2 separate regions of the Anas platyrhynchos genome follow, and region 2 is linked to region 1. Evidence: chromatin contacts called from public Hi-C data. All regions are on one chromosome and are shown on one strand. The core of a region is the stretch at or near the end of the contact, and the rest is flanking DNA. Distances in the headings are between cores, read along the strand shown.

Region 1 (6,071 bases), core at 2,321-4,820:
TCCGGGAGCTTTGGGGACATCTACTTTCTCCTCTCCCCAGCTGCGCTCTATGATAGATTCAGCAGCATAACCTTTCACGATAGCTATCACCAGCCCAATCATCTTCCTTATTTGGTGCATCATGAAACTCTGGCCTTTCACTTTGATCACTGCAAATTCGACGTTTTCCCGCACAAAGGGCTCTCCACAGTACATCTCCATTATGTACCGCTTGGCGCTGGGGTCCTTGGGTCCCTTCTGAGACGTGAAGTTGTGGAAGTTGTGTGTTCCTTTATAGCAAGCAAGCAGCTTGTTGACTCTTTCAAGGGTCTCGTTGTTCAGTCGATACGCCTCTTCTTGCACATCCTCGTCTTTATGGGCAAAGGTAAATGTTGGCAGCATGTAGGAGTAGGTTCTGGCATCACATTTGTTCTTGGAGTTGAATCCCCCAGTGACTCTCTTCAGCCCTTATTTTAAAAAGAGATGTTAAATTTCTGAATCAGTAGGCCATAACCCAATTGTGATTTCAACTTTACCAACAAATGTATTTTTTTAAATAAAATGCAATTCAAATATACAAAGATTTATTTTATAGGACACTAATTTCAAAATAGCAGAAACATAGATTCTTGTTAAAACTAAACTGCTTTTGAGGAAAATTATAATAGTAAGGGAGAGACTTTGTGCAGGAGAAGGCTTCTCTTTGAAAAGTTTTCTTTGCCCATTCTGGCATCCTTACCCAGAATTCTGATGTGAGAAGGAAGATGGTTATTGATCTTTTCTAAGATGTCATCTATTAGCCTGACCTTTAGTGACACAATCTGTCCAGCTGCAGACACACCCTATAAAAATCATAAAGCACATACACAGATAATTATGTACCTTGGAAGGTCTAGGATAGCACTTGAACTGAAATAGCTAAAGAACAAGTTTTTTGCACTGGTCATTTCAGGCTGCAGAAAGGCAAATGCAAGGTCACAGGCAGAAATCCAAGTGAGAGTACTCCTGGAAGACCTGCTGGTGTTGTACGGCCACCCAGCACCTTAGCAATCTTAGAGAGCGTAATATTGCACTCCCTTTCCTGACATATCTCACTGTATTTGACTAGTAAGTAAAGCACCAGCAGAAAAGAAATGACTTGTACATAAGATCAGCCATGAATTCCAGTTCAGACTTAGAATCCTGCTGTGGCAGGGTTGAAAATCAATGGTGATGCAGTTACATTTCCAAGCTCTGCATCAACCACGCAGCAAGAGCAGTGAGGAGCAGCAACAGGTTGGCAAGCTGGAGCAGATGAATGTGACAGCAATGCAAAGAGACACAGTGTAAGTATGAAGCACCAGCTTTACAAACACCATATAACCAGTATCTCACTCTTTCTAAATATTCGCTTTTTACTTAAATTTAGTAATGAATGAAGGCAGAAGTTTCAAGTAACATTCACTGCAAATAGGATTTGCTGTTGGATCTCATGCTAAACAATGCTTTACCAGGCAATCACAACAGCACTGGTGGGAACAGACCACATTTTATGAGAGCACAGGCCCTAACCAATGTACCTTATCTGTTCGAGCACACCGCTGAAAAGACATTTTCTTCATGTCTTCTCCATGGTTTTCTGGGATGCAGCCTGACTGAACGAGGGCGGATACCAAGTCGTCTTCAATTGTCTTGAACTGTGAAGATCCCATATTCCTCTAGAAGAGAATATAAAATCAGAAAACAAATAGTAATAACGGGGTAACTGTTCTGAAGAACATAATTGAAAAAATGTTAATTGAATATCACCATGCAATCTTTTTTAAATCTTCCCTTCATAACCCTAAATTATTTGCCAGTGCCTGCAACAGTAACAGCTGCTGTTCCAAACCTGGCCTCTGCAAATCGGGCTTCCAGAAATTAGTGGACTCTTTTGGTCAGGTAGCCCAAGCTGTTACATAACTCAGACTACTGTTTGCTCCAGCAACTTCTGCACTAAACTTGTAGATGAACTATGACAGAAACATGCAACTCTACCTCAGGAAGGCTGCTTGGCACACCCTCCAACACACACCACTTGGTGTGAACGCAGTAAAGCTGAAATGCACTTCTACAGACATGCCCATGCATGTTGTTCACTGCTGTTGAACAAAGCTACTTTGCTGTGTAAGCATGAAAAATTCTTCTGTGTTCAACCATTACCAGTTATCCTGTAGAGCTTTTAAACTACACCTCAGGAATGTGTATAGAGCGTGCAGTATGCTGAGAGGAGCAGCAGATGGAGCAAAACCACGCTGTTGCTGCTAAGGCTGTACCACGAGACCATTCCTGCATGAGCAAGTCTGGGGCACTTTGCTGCTGCAACAAAGCAGCATGCCACGTGCAAGTGTAACAATCTCACAGCAGTTTTCCTGCTCCTAAATTGCTACATGTCACCCTATTGAGTGCACCAGAAAAGGGACAATTTACAATGTTTTTGAGTACAAACAACCTTTTCATAAATCCAATAGCTGTCAACACATACAGCAATTTGTTTCATGTAAATACACAGCTCAGTTCTCCAGGACCTACACATTTTGCAGAACACAGCGAGACCACCTGAGGTCTGACCTAAGGAAAACTCTGCCCAACTGCTTTGAAGTGTGAAGCTTCAATCTGAAGCTGGTGCACGGGTCGGGAGGGATCATGAGACAGCACATCAAGCGCTGACAGAACTGCAGTGCCCGTGCTTTCAGCCTCAAGAGCCTTGTCTGCAGCACAGCTTCAGAAAGGCCCGCTGATGCTGTGTGCTGGAAGGCAGGGCAGCGGTCCTGGAACACACCAGATGTCCAGCTGGCAGCTCCCCACGTGCGGCTGCTACCACAGCCTTCGGCCCCAGGAGCCACGGCACCCGCTTGTTCCCGCCGCAGCTGCTGGGGACGCAGCCCCCAGGCCCCCCCCCCGCTCCTGCCAACCCCGCGGCTCCCAGGGGCGGCCGGGCGCGGTGCGGTGCTGCCCCCGCACCTGCATGCCGTGGTAGCCTTTCCCCGAGTACGCCATCAGCAGCACGATCTTCCTCTTGGGCGACTTCTTGCCCTGCTCCTCCTCCTCCTCGCCGCCGCCTCCCTTCAGCCTCTTGCTCTGCCGCCCGTTCTCCTCCGGCCTTCCCGGCCCCTCGCCGCCGCCGCTCAGCCTCTTGGCAGCCGCTGCCCGCAGCCCCTCGGCCATGCTGGGAGCCACCTGCGGGGAGCAGAGCTCAGGGGGGGGGGCCCGGCCGCCAGCCCCTGCCCGCCCCGGGGAGCCCCCAGGAGCCCCCGCTGAGGCGCGGGGGGCCCGGGCCCTGCCTCCCCCCCCGCCTCCCTCCCCCCGCGGTCCCCACGCACGTTACGCGGCCGGGCCCCGAGCCCGAGGCCCCGGCCCCAGCCCCAGCCCCAGGCCCGCGCCCCCCAGCGCAGCATCGCGGCCCGGCCCCGCCGCTCACCCGCCCGGCGCGGCCCCAGCGGGCCCGGCCGAGCCTTACGGAGGCCGCGCGGGGCCGCACCGAGGCGGCGCCGGGGCCGGGGCCGGGGCCGGGGCTGCGCGGGGCGGGGCGGCGCCGAGGGGGGGCCGCGGGGCCGGGGGGGGCCCTCAGCGGGCGCTGGGCCCCGCGGCCGAGCCCCTGTGGCGCCTGGCGCCGTGTGGCCGTGGGGCCGCTCGCACACAGGCTCCGTGCAGCCAGCGCGTGTGGGGAGCGTGAGGGGCTGGGAATCCAGGCAGGGGGAAAGGCAGAGGAACGAGCGCGTTCCTGCGATAAGCACTGCCCGTGGGAGCAGAACAGTTTGTGCCTCACAAACCCGCTTGGTGCAGCAGCAGCACTCGCAGCAGTTCAGTCACGGTGAAACACAACAAAAAGTGGTGGCATCACCGTCATGGGGGTGCTGAGGAAAGGTCGGACGTGGTGCTCTGGACATGGTTTAGTGGGGGACGGCGGTGGTGGGGACCAGCCAATCCCGAAGGTCTCCCAGCCCTAATGACACTGCTCTATTCTAAACACCTCAGTGAAGCACGGGTCACTCACTAAAGATCAAGGTCGCCCTCCCAGAGGGGTCCCTGCCGGGCAGTGGTCGCTGTCCCTTCGTGGTGCAGCTGCCACCCGCACCAGCATCGCCCGCTGTTGAGCACAAGCCCCCACGCTTTCACTTTCCTGTCAGGTTTTCCTCCCTCCGGCTTTCTCAGGCAATCATTGTGCTCATGTCTCCTCCAACAAGTTTTATCTGCGCTGATGTACTTCATGGGAAAGCTTAGTACAATAGGCACCCTTATCAGGCACCAGCATGTACCTCCTAAAAAGCCAAATGCACCTGGAAATTGTTTTGTTATGCTGTGAGCTTCAGTGCTTTATGGGAGGGAGCTACCCAAAGAGGATGCTGCTCCCCTGGCATGGCTGTGAGATTAGCCTAAGAAAGCTCCATTTATTCATTCAGATGGAAAATGGAATGGTTGACAATTCCAAGCAGGCCAGATTATCAAACGCAGGCTTGTTATTTCTGCTAATAAGGGGAAGAAATGCAGCACATCCTTTTTTGAACTGACACATCTGAGTTATTTCAGTAGCGGGACGGGGCAAGGGAAGATTTATCACATGTTCCCAGCTGCACTTTGTTTAGAGAAGTGATAAAAGATAGCCTGTCAAATAGCAGCACTGCTGCCAATGGAAACAGGAATATAAATGTCTGTATTGCTTAGACCGGGGCGTCTGAATCCCTTTTTGCCTTGCTTCCTTAGGAAGTGAAGCATGTGCAGTCACGCTGCCTGTCTGTACAACACCGTCTCTTCCTCCTCCCTTCCTGCTGTGATTGCTGAATTTGGCCCATTTCGAGAGAGGGAAGAAGGCCTCAGCAGATAGGATAAAACAATGGTATGACAGGAGAAACACTTACATGGATGGCCCCATGATGGAAAAAGCTTTGCTATCCCAGCCCTTATCCATTCTAAGGGCAACAAAGGGGCTTCAAAACAGCACAAACCTTGCTCTGAGCCTGCCAGAGCACACACTGACTCTTTCCCAAGATAAAAATTAGGCAGGTGGAAAGGAGCTGGAGAAAGTTGTTGGTCCCAGTGTGGAGTTGTAGGACACACACGTGCCTCACTGCTTCACTGTTTATAAAATGACTTGGTTCGTAGTGTGAACCCCATTGTCAGAAAATATTATGAGTGGTTAATGTCGTCTTCTTGCGCAGTCCCTTCAGTCAGTCTTGCTCAGTCCCTTCCATTCCCAGGCAGATGGGAATCACCTCTGTGATCTGCCTACCCTGCCATAAATCCCTGCCCTATCCCTGAGCATGTCACAGCCCTGCAGCTGCAGCTGGCCATGAGGAGCACTGCCACGAGCAGTAAGCAGCACTGGGGATGTCGTCATTTTACTCAGTTAAACGTAATGACAGGAGTCCAGGTGACAACAGGAATCAAAGAGGAGGAGCTTGCTCTGTGCAATTAGCCAGCTTCTTACAGCCCACCAGTAAAGTGCTCCCTACGGCACCACAGAGAATGACTGACTTGGATTTTCTGAATGATTCGTTTAGCCTTCAGGTTTTGTAGCAGAGCAGAACTGATGAGCTGCCAGCAACATCAGAGGTCCCAGAAGAGGTTGGGACCATGCTGCAGCACCTATCAAAGGAGCATGCTTCTTGCAAGGAGTTTGCAGTCTAAATCCTCCAAATGAAGGATTATTGTCCTGTTTTCATTGGTTTTTATTTTATTTTATTTTATTTTATTTTATTTTATTTTATTTTATTTTATTTTATTTTATTTTATTTTATTTTATTTTATTTTATTTTATTTTATTTTATTATTTTATTTCCAAACAGTAGATAACAAAGGCAAGGAGAAATTAAGTGACTTGCCAGAGCTGCCACTGTACATCACTTCTGTGGGAATCTGCACTGTGAAGCCAGTACCTCGGGGATGTACATCTTGAGTGAAAAGGCAGCAGAGCCAAGGCTGCAGTTGCTGGTGTAGTGCAGAAGGTCCAATTGCAGATCACTGCGTGAGGTCTGCAAAGCCAGTGCACTTGCTTGGATTTAATTTGCATCACACTTACCCAGCGTCTTCAGGAATTTGCCTAATCTTCAAGAATTAAATTATCAGGGGTTTCC
Region 2 (6,007 bases), core at 109-2,608, 100 kb after region 1:
ACAGCCCCACGAGGGCCAGCCAACTCCCCCTGTCTAGAAATTTCAGGGAAAAGCAAGGAAACGATCCACAGCACTGGGCTTACCAGGAACTGCTGGAACACGGAGAGCCAGGACGAGTCCCCCTGCCTGGATAAGGCATCCCCCGGGCTTGCTGTTCCAGCAGCTCTGGGTTCAGCCTGGCTCATGCACCACATGTGCCTGGCAGAGAAGATGGAAAAAGCAAGGTGGCTGGGCTCGAGGCAGCTCTGGGATTTGTCCTCTCCTAGCCTGCCATCTGAGAAGCAGAAGGCACCTCCAGGGGCTGTGGCAAGGCAAGAAGAGGCTAGGAACACCTACCCACCTCCTGGCAGGGGGCACCGGCTGGAAGAGCTCCACCTGAACTATGGGGCTGATCCCCAGGGCCTGCTCTCCTGGCCCACAGCTGTGCAGGGGCATTTGCTGATTAAACTTTGGGGTTGAGGAGAGAAATTTCGTTATCAATACACGTAGATCAGAAAGTTGCATTTGAGAAAAGCCCTCAGAGATAAGGGTTCAGCCATCCCCTCAGCTATTCTGGGGCTTCGGGAGGCAGCAGCCTTCTGTTACACACAAGTGTGACATATGATTTGAATCAGCAAGTAAAGAGGAGTTCCTTCTCAACAGCTTTGTGTTTTTCAAGCTGTTAAACACTGGGTCTTGTCCGAGATAAATTATACTTAATGGTATTCTTGTTTTTTAAATCTAGGCATGGACATGGCTTTGGCATTTGAAAACTGCTCCTGCCCAACTTAGTTTTTCATTTTCTTTCCTAAATCTTTTTCTCTTATTTTTTTTTTTATTATTATTATTTTTTATTCTTCTTTTATCCTTTTTCTTCTCTTTTACTTTTTTTTTACCCTTTTCTTTTCCTTTTTACTTTTCCTTTTCTCTGTTTACTTCTCTCTCTCTCTCTTTTTTTTTCTCTCTCTCTCTTTTTTTTTTTTTTTTTTTCCTTTCCTCTTCATTTCCTTTCTCCCTTTCCTCTTCCCCCTTTCTCTTTTTCGCTCCCCCCAGCTATCCCCATCGCTCTCCGTGGCGCCGGGCCGCGGCCGGGGCTCTGCTGCCCTCCGGCGGCCGCGCCGGGGCCTCCCGCTGGCGGCGGGGCCGGGCTAGGCCGGCTTCAGGCCTCACCCGAGGCCGAGCTCTGGTTTGGGGTAAAATCCCTCTTGCCCAGTGGTCTTGGCCCGGTGGTTTTAACCTCTGGCATGCTCGGGGCTCTCAACCCCACCAGGCGGGACCGCAGCAGCCCCATGGGGGGGCAAACCCGCTGTTTTAAGGGGGCTCTGCCCAGCACCACGATGGCCCCATCCACCTCCACAGGCATCTCCGCATCCTCCTGGGGCTGGAGGAGCCATCCAGCCACCCTGCCCTCCACCCACACTGCAGGGATGCCCCGGCACGGCCCAAACCCTCGGCTCCTTCCACGCCTGCTGCCGAGAGCTCTCGGTACAGTGGTGTCTTTGTGCCAGGGACATCTGCTTGCATGGCTCCGGCAGTGACCCTCAGGCAGCACTGACCCCTCTGGCCCCACAGTGAACCCGTGACCTCCCGGGGAAGCTCTCCAGCTGCCATTTGTGTCCTGGGATGCGATCATCCCGCATCTGGAGCTCACTGTGGCCATGGGGCGGCTTTGCCAGCTCAGGGCCCGCACTAGAGGCAGGGCTGTGACGGCGGCACAGTGCATGTCCTCCTCAGCTTTCAGCCCGGCACTTTGGGTACTGGCACCACTGCAAGCATGCTTGTGGGCCAGCAGGTTGCACTGGCAGCGCAGCAGGACATTCTCCATGTCAGCAGGAACAGAGAGGGGACAAGGGGGGCCTGGAGTGGACGTCACCTAGCGCAGTTACACACTGCAGTTGACAAAGTGATTAGGCACCGCTTGGGGTGGATTTCAACTGCTTTACGCGCTGAATTTATGGAGACATTCAACAGGGCCTTTATCCTCGGCGGAGCACAGAGCTATCCAGGGGCCTGCCAGACCCTGGTGCAGGGGGACGCTTTGTCCTTCAGCTCACGGCTGCCGAGTCCTCCGTCCATTCCAATAGACACGAGACACAACAGCAATATTTTGTACCTATGTTCTTCAAGGGAACATTGAAAGCCACTGAAATGTTATTTATTATCTGCAGATGGAGTCATGGGACAATGGTGCACTCCTCCTGCACTGACAGATGTCCAAGGGGGCCTCCAAAAGGGCCTGATCCGAAATTGCATCAGGCCTCAGAAGAGAAACAGGAGCCATGGTCTGAGCAGGCTGGGATGTGCCAGTGCAGCGAAGGCCTGGGGACAAGAGGCTGTCCCAGGGCTCACCATGGGCTCGCTGTAGGAGCAAGTAAAAGTCCAGGACCATCCTAATGCACTTCTTGACCTTACCTCTGTTGCTCTGAGCCCTTGGCTGAGGCACTGAGAGGAGCACATCCCTCCCTTCCCACCCCAGCCCACCCTCCATGGTACAGCCAGGTGTGACAGCACCACAACTGAACTCTGTACATCTCAATCCCTTCCAAAGCATAATACAACATGAAACAGAAGCTCCAAGAGTGAAGGAGTTCCTGTGAAGGGATTAGGCTGGTGGGATGGCTGGAGTCGCATCCCATCCGTAAGGCTGAGCTCAGCAAGTTGCTGCTTGCGTGGTGGTAAGGCTGCGCCCGAGCCTGAACAGTCAGCACCTTACTGAAGGTGGCAGGCTTGATCTGGCAGAGGAGCGGGAGAGCTGTGTGTAGGCAGCCAAGGTTTATTAGATAAATTGTTAAATTCAAATGACCTGGACACAAAGATAAGTTGCACTGCCTTCTGAAAGGCAAAGGTGTTTTTGACCTGTAGAAACTGGTACAGGTTACCAAGACATCAGTTACCACAGCAGATTTGACATAATAACGACCACCTTGCAGTTAATCTTAGGAGAGTCAAAGTTTCTCTCTACCTAGTACATCCAATGGGATGTGCACGTTATGTCAGCGCAGCTACTGCACCGCTCCCACAGCCCTGCCACCTTCCTGCTGGGGTGCTGCTACCTCTGCTGTCCTCATCTGATCACAGCAGCACTCCCCTCCCTCGTCTGTGGTGTTCTAACATCCAAAGCAACAAATCTATATGGGGCATTTCTAAATTCAATGTTAGGCTGCTCTCATTTTAACTGGATGGGGGAATAAGGAGGTGCAGAACTCAAAATCTGTTATTAGACCTTTAAACTAAAATTAAAAAGAAGAAGAAGAAAAAAAAACAACCACGGTTCACTTCTCATGGAGAATTCAAAACCTTCACCGGCATGTTCCTAGGAATGTTTTTCTGCTCACAACAGTTAGTGGCACGGGACCGCATCCACCTCCAGTCCCTGGAGCACTGCAACGCTGCCTTCCCTGTGGGGTGAGATGTCATAGGGCTGCACACACCAGTGCTGCTGTCCACACGCTCGCCAGCACAAGGCTGGCAGACAGTCTGAGCATGGGGCAGGCCCGCAGGGACTCAGAGGACGAGGTGCAGGAGCAGACCTCGTAGCCATTCTCCGAGCGGCTCTCGTCGTGCTGCCCGGGCTTGGAGCGCGCCCCAGTCCTGCTGCTGCCGGCTGCTTCTGGGGAGTCAGCCTGCATGTCGCTGCACACCAGCCAGTCCCGGGCGATGGACTGCGGGTAGCCAGCCTCGGCCTCCAGCTCACTGTCCAGCACTCGCCAGTACTCCTTGCCCCTGAAGAAGTAACTTGCACCTGGGAAGAGACCAAAGCCCAGAGGTGAGATGAGCAGGGACAGTGGCCCAGGAGGACGACAGCACCGGGAGCAGCAAAGGAGCGCTCCCACCCCATGGAGCCACGAGCCGCCAAACTGGGGTGAGATGCTGGCTCCTGTGGCAGGTCCTGGGACAGATGCATCCCCTGGTACTACAGGAATGCAGGGTTAAAAGCCCACAGCCACACACACCACCAACATCCCAGTCTTGTAACAGGGCATGGTGAGGCTGCAGATGATAAACAACCTGAGCCTGACTCATCCTCCCTGCATGGGTGGCCAGTTATGCCCAACAGCATCTGAAATTTGGAAAGCCTCTGGAAACGTCCCTCCGGTGCCTGGTTTAGTGGCTGCAGTTACACTGCTAGGTTGCCAGCAAATAAACTGTGGAAGCGCCGCTTTATTGTGAGTGAATGGCTGCTTTTAAACACCTCCTATGACAATATTTTTGTGGTCTTTGCAGAGAGAAGGGGCCACCGAGAAATTTCATCCCTGGAAAACAAGTGCTAAGTCTGGGCAAAACACTTCCTTTAAAAATATTTTTGTCTACAGTCTCATGTATCTAGGTAAAAAATCCAACAACAACAGATTCGGTGAAAAGCAAACCAGCAGGTATTAAGATAAAATTGCCACAAAACAACATCAACTGTGCTCTTTTAGTAAAATCAAATTATTAAGCACCCAGGATATTTCTGTTACCTGCTTGAATTTACAATGCCTTTTAGTGAGCAGAGGGAGCTCTGGCTCAAAGCCTGCCTCCCTCTCTGCAGCTTTTAGACAGGGAAAGTGCCAGCACATCTGGGGCTCAGCGGTGCAGGCTCCGCAGACAGGGCTGTATCTCAAGTGCGAACGAGGCATTGCTTTTTTTTCTTTTTTTTCCGAACCAGCATACGGACTCACCGTCTGACCACCTCATGGCATCATCTAAAGGGCTCGGAATTCCCTTCCACAGAATGGTCTCTGAGGGGTACCCGGGGTCCATCCTCCGCTCGTGGTCATCGTAGCGCCAGTAGAGGTTGTCCTTAAAGAAATAAGTCTTGTCATTGTGGGCCCAGGAGAAGGCGGCGTCGATCCCTCCTGGCGGCAGCCCGAAGTCCGAGATGGGCCGCGGGTATCCTTCCTCCACGTTGTTGTCCTTGAACACCCAGTACCTGTCTCCTGAGGAAAGAAGCACGGAGCACGAGTGCGTTAGTTTCACAGCTGAGGCCAGCCTCCCCTGCAGACGAGCTGATGCTTTGTTATCTGTTGTGATGATCCTCAGGGTGAGCTCTTGGCACTGGAGGAGGGGTCAGAGGGGAGCAGCCCATCGGGGAACCTCTGCCCTGGAACAGCGGCTGGGTTGGTGCCAGGCTGCTGAGCTGAAGGTCCCCATGGCCACACAGGGAGAACGAGCCCACACCTCTCACTTCCCACTTCACGCTCTGCCATTGGGACGGGCTTTCTGCTTGTATGAGATCTCCCTGGGGACCTGCTGCATGGCAGCCTCTCTGCAGCACCCTGTGGGTCTCACCCCACCTACTTTAAATGTCAGGCTTTTTCCTCGGTTTTCTAGAAAACGTGAAGAGGCGCTTAAACACATGCCCAAGCATCAGCAGCAGGAACTCAGAGGAAGGGGTAATTTGTGTGCTTTGGTTTGTGTCCAGGGATCAATGAAACAGCACTGGAGAGCCAGAATGAGACAATATTTTATAGCTAGAAAGTAAACCTCTCATTTCATCTTAGCAGGCAGACAGGGCTAAATAACACATCACCAGAGGCCTCAGCGGGCTGTGCAGGAGGGCAAGGAAGCTGCCAGCCCTGGATCTGGACAGGCTTGGCGATGAGAGCAGGGGAAGGCACATCCCCATCGTCCCCATCGTGCTGCTTGCAGGGTGAGCCCATGGCACTGCTCTGTGCACACATGGCTTTGGAGGACCTGGGTCCCCAGGCGCCTGGGTATCATCTGGGCTTGGAAATGCTTCCCCGAGCACACAGGCAGTGCGGGATCCGCTACCGAGACCCAGCCCGTGCCTGCAGCCTGGCTCTCATGATTCAGCACTTCTGAAATCAATAATTCACCTGCGTTCGCAGCCGAGTGGCAGACAAAAAGCAATTTCCAGCTGGGACGAGCTCAGCATCACCGACTCCTCCTACACAGCTGCTGCCTGCCTGCAGGGCCCCACGGCGGGCACAGTGGGGCTGGGGGTGACACGGAGACCTGGTGGGGGCAGCACAGGGACTGGGTGGGGCAGCGGCACCAAGGGGGTTTAGCCAGCACCATGGCACAT

Evidence for each region. A called contact is a pair of places that touch in the nucleus more often than the background predicts.
Region 2: a contact with region 1 is called in a Hi-C map of subcutaneous adipose tissue, with 3 times the contacts expected there. The contact joins the enhancer-like site here to the promoter of PUS1 in region 1. A contact is called at or near these places in 4 of 8 Hi-C or Micro-C datasets (liver, skeletal muscle and subcutaneous adipose tissue).

The regions. Positions count from the first base shown.
Region 1 is chr16:12,738,887-12,744,957 of IASCAAS_PekinDuck_T2T, forward strand. It overlaps PUS1 (pseudouridine synthase 1), which reads right to left and starts at 3,571. Exons shown (of 6, transcript XM_027470199.3): 1 at 3,419-3,571; 2 at 2,962-3,177; 3 at 1,539-1,676; 4 at 719-821; 5 at 1-446. The coding sequence starts at 3,165.
Region 2 is chr16:12,845,288-12,851,294 of IASCAAS_PekinDuck_T2T, forward strand. MMP17 (matrix metallopeptidase 17) reads right to left here. Exons shown (of 10, transcript XM_038187449.2): 9 at 4,641-4,898; 10 at 2,081-3,721. The coding sequence ends at 3,393. Among named protein-coding and RNA genes, the nearest start is that of ULK1, 20 kb to the left of the region's middle. Within about 2 kb of position 1,359, at least 3 of the 8 cell types and tissues checked have an H3K27ac peak or open chromatin away from gene starts, as enhancers often do. A contact at or near this core is called in subcutaneous adipose tissue, where this site is marked.